Regions from separate parts of the Triticum aestivum genome. Here region 2 is linked to region 1. The links are chromatin contacts, called in public Hi-C maps. All regions are on one chromosome and are shown on one strand. The core of a region is the stretch at or near the end of the contact, and the rest is flanking DNA. Distances in the headings are between cores, read along the strand shown.

Region 1 (4,503 bases), core at 656-3,155:
GTTACAGGGCATGATGACACTTGGGTTGCGTGTATAATAATGGGCAACTGACACCGACAAAAAACTCATAAATTTTGAGAAAGTTCATGAATTTAAAACAAATAATAAAAAGTAAAAATAAAAACAAAAAAGGAAGAAGAAAAGAAAAGGAAAAACACAATTAGTAGGGAAGGATAGGAGAGGGCATACGTACACACTTATAAAACATGTTTTGTTGACTTTCTCAACGTGTCCCATATAAGCAGCCACGACGCACGCACGACCGGGAAAACAAACGCGCAGCAACAGAGAAGCAGCAACCCGCACTAGACAAAACAATTTACATTTAATTTTATAGCAATCAATCATGTGGTTGAAGAGTTAGATGTGAGGTAAAAAAAATTCCTGGAATACGCACAAATGTGCATATCATTCATTAATAGAGGGGAGGGAAGAATTCCCTAAGTCCACAAAATTACAATAGTGGTGCATCCACATGTCAGATGCTCTGTTCACAGGCACCTAAGAGTGTATCGCAACTACTCCCGAACTACCCACCTCGACAAGCCAGCAAAGAATCCCTCAAGATCTCCTTTGAGCAACCCGGCTTCCCGCCAAACTCGTCCCTCGTTGTTGATCCGCTCGATGACTTTCATTGTTGAAGGTGTGACCTCATCAAAAACGATGCCGTTACGGTGCTTCCACAACTCCCACAGGACTAGTAAGGTAATGGCGCGGGTGGTCCTCCTATGGTCTTGTACTTGCTCTTGCCGGATGCACCAACTCTGCATGGTCTCACTGCATGTAGCCACCACGTCCTGTCTGTCGGCCGCAGTTAATATCCAAAGCCACTCAAGCGCAAAAATGCAGGTCATCATGAGGTGGTCCAAGGTCTCATCATGTTGGTCGCAGAAAGGGCATGCTGCCTGATGGGGTAGGCCGTGCCGGGCAAGCCTAACCGGCATCAACAGCGATTCTTGATCGCTAGCCAGTTGAAGAAGCGACACTGCAGTGGGGCTCTTGACTTCCACGTGAAGGATGTCGTCGGAGACATCTCCTGGCCCGCAAATTTGGCCGTGTATGCCGATCATGCCAAGAATGCACCGTCCTTCTCCCGCGACCAGTTTATGGAGTCTTCTACGGTAGGGTCAAGGTGAACTTCTGCCACTCTAGGCCATAAGGCCATGAACTGGTGTATCTCATCGGCCATGAGATTCGGACCAATGTCAAGCGCCCAAGAGTCATGTAGCAGGGCCTCCGCAACCGTCCTCGCCGACTTGGCTCGCAAACTCGGAACCCATTGATCAATCTATCCTCCCAAAATAGAGTTGTACACTTGTTGCCAATGGTAGCCCTTGCCACCACATGGAAGATTGCCCTTAAGTCTCAAGTCATTAAAAACATACACGCCCCACGTCTCTTATTGGTTGATTTCTTTATTCATGTCAGGAAATAAAATAGAAATTAATGCATCGCGTCTAAGTGTTTTGGGATTATTTGGTTTTCGTAAGATGACTTATGCACCGGTACAGAGAGAGTATCTCGCTTCACAACATCCCTATTTTCGATTTAATTTCCATAAACACCAACATCGGTGATTCTCCACGTGATGTATGACATCAATACATTAAAATACCTTAATTAGGAATAAAACACATTAATCAGGAAACGAATCACCGCATCCTCTAGGCCAATGATAAAATGAGCACCCACACGTGGCTCACTTCCCATCGCCACACACGGTCCACGCAAACTGCCTACGCCCGGCATCTTCACCATCTCACACACATCGCTTTGCTCGCGCGTGTGTCGCCGCTTCCGCTGGCGATGGAACTCGCCGCGACCGCTAACCCGGCTCCCGCCAAGCCTGCCACCGCGCGCCTCCCGCCTGTGGTGGACCACCATGCGTTGCTCGCGCGCCCCTGCCGGTTTGACCTCACCACGAACGTATGCACCCGCGCTCCACACGCAGCATTCAGGAACAAAGATGTGAGGACCACCACCGCGCCCGCCTGGCTCATTTCCACCTGCTTCATCGACGCGTGTTTGCCTGAGACTACCGATAATGGAAGTAATATAGATAGTAACATCACACATATCTAGATAAAATAGATGATGTGGCAAGCAATAAATCAAGAAAGAGAGCAAAGTGGTAACATAGCTAGTTACTAGTAGTATGAGTAACATCACATATATCAAGGCAAGATGAGTCTATAGCCTAATAATTGAAGTGTTGCATGTTACCACACATATGTTACTCCCACTATAGAGGTAGTAATATAGACTAGTAACATATGTATGTTACTAGTCTATGTTACTACCCATTGTGGCTAGTCTGAAGAAAACATCCCCACAATTTAGAGCCATCGGATGGATGACCCCATGGGTACATGGTCGGTCGCCATCCTCTACTTCCAGAAATGATGAGGCGGCTATACGGTATTTTAATATCGGATGCCCAAGTTTTTGCTGGTTGTGTATGAGGCGAAGCGTTTTTCCTCTCTGTCCAAGGCAATCCCTAGGCGACTAGGGTTTTGCCGGACCGCCGCCGGCCGCCAGCTGGCGGCGGCACGTTGGCCGGCGATCTCTGTCCCAGACGGCGCCCTTGTGGTGTCGTGGCTGGTTTTCTCTATCTGCTGTTAGTTTTGACCAACGTGGTTCCAGGACTGCAGGAGATTCTTTTTCATATGTTCCATTGCTACTTGCTAGGTCGGAGGAACATGGCTTGTAAAATCTGACTCTAAGTTGGATGACTTCTCTACAATCCATCACGGAGTGATTCCTTATTGTACTGTTCTAGATTGTGGAGGTTTATTTGTTCAGGAAAGAAGCAATGAAAATACTCAGTTGGAATTGTCGTGGTTTGCAGCAAGCTGCGTCAACTAGAGCGCTCCTGGCTGTACAGAAGCGTAGGAGTCCAGACATTATATTTTTGTTAGAAACACATCTAGATGATTACCCTGTTGAGTGTCTCCGTCGACGTCTTAAGATGGATCACAAAATGGTGGTTCGTAGCAATGGCCGAAGCGGCGGCCTAATCTTATAGGAAGAAGGAGATTGCGGTCTCCCTAAGGGATAAGGATGACAATTTTATAGATGTTTTTGTTGGCAGTGGGCCTGAGAACTTTTGGAGATTGACAGGTTTATATGGTGAGCCAAAGTGGAAACATAAGCATCTTACTTGGAAGTTGGTTAGAGATTTAAAGAGTTTATGTGACATGCCTTGGGTGATCATTGGAGATATGAACGAAATCTTATATTCATTTGAAAAGGAAGGAGGAAATGAACGGCAAGAGAGATTTATGCAAGCGTTCAGGGAGACACTTGAGGATGGTAATTTATCTGATCATGGTTATACGGGAGACAAGTTCACTTGGCATAGAGGATTAATTAGAGAGCGACTAGATCGAGCTCTGGTGAATGAAGGATGGAACCTAATGTTCCTGCTTGCAAAACTGGAACATCTAGAATATAACGATCTGATCACCGACCCCTATTGATGAACTTGATTGAAGAGGAGGTACAGGAACATAGGGGAGCAGCAGTTCTCAGATTTGAGGCAAGATGGCTGAGAGAAACAAAATTTCGTGAAGTTGTAGAAGAGGCTTGGCTTGCTTCAGGACCGGGCGCCCAGAATGTTGATCTGGCAACACGTTTGGCGCAGGTGCATGACCATTTACATCGGCGGGATAGAACTGTGCTAAAAAAGAGTTCAAAACATATGAAGAAGATCCAGACCAAGCTGGAAACAGTGGCAAGAAGTGACTTGTCACCGGAAAATGTTATGAAACAAAAAGAGCTTACAGAGGAAGTTGAAAGATTATTAGAACTGGAAGAGATCCATTGGGTTCAGCGGTGCGGTCTGGATTGGCTGAAGTTTGGTGATAAAAATACAAACTATTTCCAAAACTATGCATTAGCCGGCAAAAAGAGAAACATAATACATAAGTTGAAGAATGACCAAGGGGCATGGCAGGAGGGCACTGCTTACCTAAACCCTCTCATTTCTGATTATTTTGCGCGGCTCTTTGCAACAGAAATGGATGAACCAAATCCAACGCTTCTCCAAAAAGTCCAAGCACGGGTTACTGATGAGATGAATGAAGCTATTTTGAAGCCATTTTCGGCAGAGGAGGTGAAGAAGGCACTTTCTCAATTGGCGATCTAAAGGCCCCAGGAACAGATGGTCTCCATGCCATCTTCTTTAAAAAATGTTGGCATATTTTGGGGGATGTCTTAACTTCTGAAGTTCTTTCTGCAATAAATAATGAAACAATCCCGGGGGGGGGATGGAATGATACAGTTATTGTTCTCATACCAAAGGTGGAGTCACCGGAAAGAATTTCTCAGTATAGGCCTATAAGTTTATGCAATCTCTTATACAAAGTAATCTCTAAAATGACTGCTTTCCGTCTTAAAGGCTGCCTTGATGAAATTATTTCGCCAGTCCAAAGTGCTTTTGTTCCAGGTCGTCTTATCACGGATAATATTCTTTTGGCATATGAATGTCTTCACATGATCAAG
Region 2 (4,503 bases), core at 797-3,296, 480 kb before region 1:
CACTCCCCTGCATCCCCTCCCCAGCCAGTGATCTGAGGAGGCCGAGCTCCAGGACATTGACTAGGGATGCGCGGCCAGCACCAGGGCCTCAGGCGGCTCACGTCCAGCACCACGCGGCGGCTCCCCATTGGTGCGGCCACTAGCATGCGGCCTCGGGTGGCTTGCGGCAAGCAGTGTGCGGCGGCTCCCTGCAGAGCCTCATACTCGCAAAGCAGGGGCAGCGAGTGGCTGGTGGGCGCAATAGGTGGTGGAGACGAGCGGCCACACCAAGGGTGGTGAGGAGCCGGGGATAGCAGCAGGTGGCGGCGCACAAGAACCAGCATGCACAGCTCTTTGTGCGCTCTTCCCTTGGCCCTGTCCGTCTATAGCAGCCAGCGAAGGTCGACTTGGGTAGGATGCTTCCTTAGACAGGTCAGTCTGCCGGGGGAGGAGGGAGACGGGCTGCCCGCCGGCGACATCACTCTAGCCACCGGTTGGTCAGCCATGGTGGCGAGCATGCGTGTCGAGCACGAGGTCCTCCATGGCTGAGGGCGAACGGCGAGAGGAAGAAAGAGAGACAGAGGAGAAGAAAACATGCTGAGTAAGGAAGATATCGGTGTTGACATTTTATGCCACGTCAGCTCCAACGACTGGGCCATCCTTGTCATAATCACGATCGATTTTAAAGCACTCGGTCATTTGGGGGTTTTGAACAGCCGACCCTAAAGTTGGTAGTTATCAGCAAAAAAATAAAATTAGTAGTTTTTTGAAACCCTAGCCCGAACTGTAGTAGTTTTATGTTATTTACTCGAATTGAAGGGAGTAATAGGTGGGGTTTCCATCATATGGATGTATGTTTCGCTTACGTAAGTAGGGTGCGGCTATAACTCACTTATAGCAGGTAACCTTCCGACTCGACGAAGTCGCGCGAGTGTATGGGCTGGCCCAGTGCGCGGGAGGCCATTGCCTCTTTTTTTCATGTTTTTTTTTCATTTTTTACTTTCGTGTATACTTACGAATATTCTAGATAAATATATTACAAAATATTTTACATTAAACATTTAAAAAATTCTAAGCAAGCATTTCAAAAATGTTAAATGTACATAGAGAAAAAGTTTCTCATGTATACAAAAAAATTAAGATGTGTAAAAAAGTTAATCATGTATTTAACAAATATTAATCGAAGCATTTGAATTTTTTGAAAACAAGTATTAAGAAAATGTTAAACAAGCATTTAGAAATTGTTAAATGTGTATACAAAAATGTTGACCATGTATTAAAAAACTTCTAAAATTGTCGTTTGGTTTTATATGAAAAATGTTAAATGTGCACAGAAAAAATATTAATCATATGCTCAAAAAATATTAATCAAACATTTGAAAAAATATTAAATATATACAGTAAAAATGTTGACCATGTATTGAAAAAATGTTAAACTAGTATTTCAAAATTGTTAATCAAGGATTTGAAAAAACAAAGTGTAAAATGTGTACACAAAAAATGTTGACCTTGTATTAAAAAATGTTATCGGGTATTTACAAAATGTAAATCAAGTATTTGAAATTTTTTAACTGTATATTGACAAAATATTGACCATGTATTCAATAAATGGTAATCAATAAATCTTATTCTTGTACTTGAAAAATATTAAACATGTATATTATAAAAATGTCTATTAGATATATACCGAAAATTTGTGTAGAAAAACAATGAAATAAAGAATAGCAAAAGAAAATAAAAAACCAGTAAAATAGAGAAAAAATGAAGGAAAACGGTGAAAAAAAGAAAAGCAAAAAAAACAAAAACCAGTGAAAACCCAACGCTTTTTCTTTAACAAGGTCGTGACCTTCTAATTAAATATGAACAAGGTGGTGGACAAGTGGCTAGCAGCGCAACGCTACAGCTAGGACAACGTGGCCTCGTGGGATTGGTTCATGAGTGACCCTTTTTCTCTAGTGTATTTATTTTAGTGTGAATGGGCCGGCCGAAAACTATAGACGTGCTTCAGGCGAGACCAAAGGAAGACTTGCTATAAGCGAGATATAGCCTCTGCGATGTAAGTGAGAGCGTACAATGGCAGAGGAAGAGAAGGAAACCAGTCGCTCGCTCGCCTGGGTGGTTGGGCTGCAGGCCCATGAGGATGGAAGGGAAGCAGGGACAAAATAGAATTAGAAAGTGGTTGGGCTGCGGCCTGGGAAAGAGAAGAAAAAAAAATTAAGATACAAAGAAAATCGCAAAAACCGAACTCTTCACAGCCCTAACAAAATCGCAAAAATCGAACCAATGCCCATGGCCCTATTGCAGTCGTGGCCACGACGCTCGCCACAATTAATCCCACGCACACTACGGCCCTCCCCATGGCCCTATTGCGGTCGTGGCCACGACGCTCGCCACAATTAATCCCACGCACACTACGGCCCTCCCCATCGCAACAGCTCCAACATTTGGGAACCCTACCATGACACCGCAATTCACCACCGCGACGACTGCAATTGCGACGCCGTGTCGACAAATCTACGGTTGTTGAGCGAATAAAAATGTCACCACCGCCATGTCAACCACTCAACATCCATCGAACCCCGGCGGAATGAACCCTACAGAAAACAGAGCGGTGGCGGCGGAGCAGTGTACGCCTTAGCCCAATGCTGGAGTCGATGAAGAACTTGATTCCGATAGATCGAAGACGCTCGAATTGCCAGCGGAGACAAAGAAACCATACTGAATCACCTATGGGGCGGAGTGGCGAGACGGGTTAGGAAAAGATGGGGGACTGGCGTTAGTGGAGCGAGGGAGGGGGATATACGGAACGTTCGCTCAGCCGACAGTTAGCGCAACGCCTCACATGGTGATCCTCACGCCAAGATCCGTGCGATGCATCCGAGGGCGCAGAGCGCGTTCACACAAGATCAATATATATAGAACTAACGTCAGTTCTATAGTGTTCAGGACATTATTACTCACTCAACTTGCCTAGCTAGCAGCGCCCAGTTGCTTGGGACAAACAACTGAGGTTTTTACTTGACAATATATATTAGCAGAAAAAAGAACATTCACATTGACAATATTTAAAACCAGTAGGATTAATTTAGGAGATGCATTTACTTGACAATATATATTAGTAGAAAAAGAACATCCACACTGACAAGATTTAAAACCAGTAGGATTAATTTAGGAGACGAGATGAATTCTATGGTCGGAAAAATTTGTATACAGCCGAACAGATAGCATTGCATTTTATTTTCTAGGGAAGCCATACACCACCCAAACAATCGAACATTCGCTCCCCTTTGGTATTGTCGTAAGTAAACACTGGCCTCATATTATTCGCAAAAAAAAAAAACACTGACCTCATACAGCTTGAGAAAGGAATCATGAAGTTCCTGGCATGCCTAGATTTTTCATAGCAAGGAAGGATGCATTTCAAAGCTTCATCACATGCTATCACAGTATGTGAAGATCCACTATTTCAATCAGGACAGTAACCACAAAGAAGGTAATGCAAATTGTGTGTAATGCAAACAATACAAAGAAGGTAATGCAAACTGTGTGTAATGCAAACAATACAAAGAAGGTAACTGCAGCTCCCTCCACATTTTCACATCCGGACTTGGGACCGGCAAAGGCAGTGTTAAACCACAACAATACAAAACACAAATTATACAACAACATCAATCATTCAAGCAAAGCATACAGGACACACAATCAAGCAAATGCAATATCAATGCAGCTCCCTCCACATTTTCACATCCGGGCTTGGGACCGGCAAAGGCAGTGTTAAACCACAACAAACAAAACAAACAACACCAATCATTCAAGCAAAGCATTCAGGACACACCATCAAGCAAAGCATACAGGACACACCATCAAGCAAATGCAATATTAATTCAAACACACACACAAGCAAAGCATACAGGACACACCATCAAGCAAAGCATACAGCACACACCATCAAGCAAATGCAATATTAATTCAAACACACACAAGCAAAGCATTCAGGACACACCATCAAGCAAAGCATACAGGACACACCAAGCAAAGCATACAGCACACACCATCAAGCAAATGCAATATTAATTCAAACACACACACACAGTCCGGTCACACAGAGAGTCACAGTCACACACAGATTCAGTCACACACACAGTAACAGTCACACAGAGTCAGTCACACATACACTGTCACAGTCACACATAGTCAGTCACACACACAAGAGATAGAAAGGACACAAACAGAAAGCAAATACTACAAGCAAGACCCATGATGTAAGTTGTTTGGCATGCAGTACCTTCCAGGAATAACTTTTGCTATTTCTGCTCATTTATTCCCAAATACCTGATGGCATTAATCAGTGCATGTTCCTCCTCAGTAGTCCAAGCATCGTTCCATATGTTTGGATTCAGATGATTATGCCACCTAAGATGTTTTGAATGAATTAAAAAATCAGCTTCCTATTAACAACTAAGATGTTTTGAATGAATTCAAAAATCAGCTTCATATTAACAACTGCATCACCTAGACCAAATG

The links. Hi-C and Micro-C count contacts between places; a contact is called where the count stands out from the background.
Region 2: a Hi-C map of leaf shows a contact between it and region 1, with 6 times the contacts expected there. The contact joins two enhancer-like sites. A contact is called at or near these places in 2 of 5 Hi-C or Micro-C datasets (both in leaf).

What each region holds. Positions count from the first base shown.
Region 1 is chr5D:124,677,558-124,682,060 of IWGSC CS RefSeq v2.1, reverse strand. No RefSeq gene overlaps it. Among protein-coding and RNA genes, the nearest start is that of LOC123119845, 7.0 kb to the right of the region's middle. Within about 2 kb of position 1,905, at least 3 of the 8 cell types and tissues checked have an H3K27ac peak or open chromatin away from gene starts, as enhancers often do. A contact at or near this core is called in leaf, where this site is marked.
Region 2 is chr5D:125,156,019-125,160,521 of IWGSC CS RefSeq v2.1, reverse strand. LOC123119849 (a long non-coding RNA gene) reads right to left here. Exons shown (of 10, transcript XR_006459014.1): 9 at 4,492-4,503; 10 at 3,764-4,392. Among protein-coding and RNA genes, the nearest start is that of LOC123119849, 7.5 kb to the right of the region's middle. Within about 2 kb of position 2,046, at least 3 of the 8 cell types and tissues checked have an H3K27ac peak or open chromatin away from gene starts, as enhancers often do. A contact at or near this core is called in leaf, where this site is marked.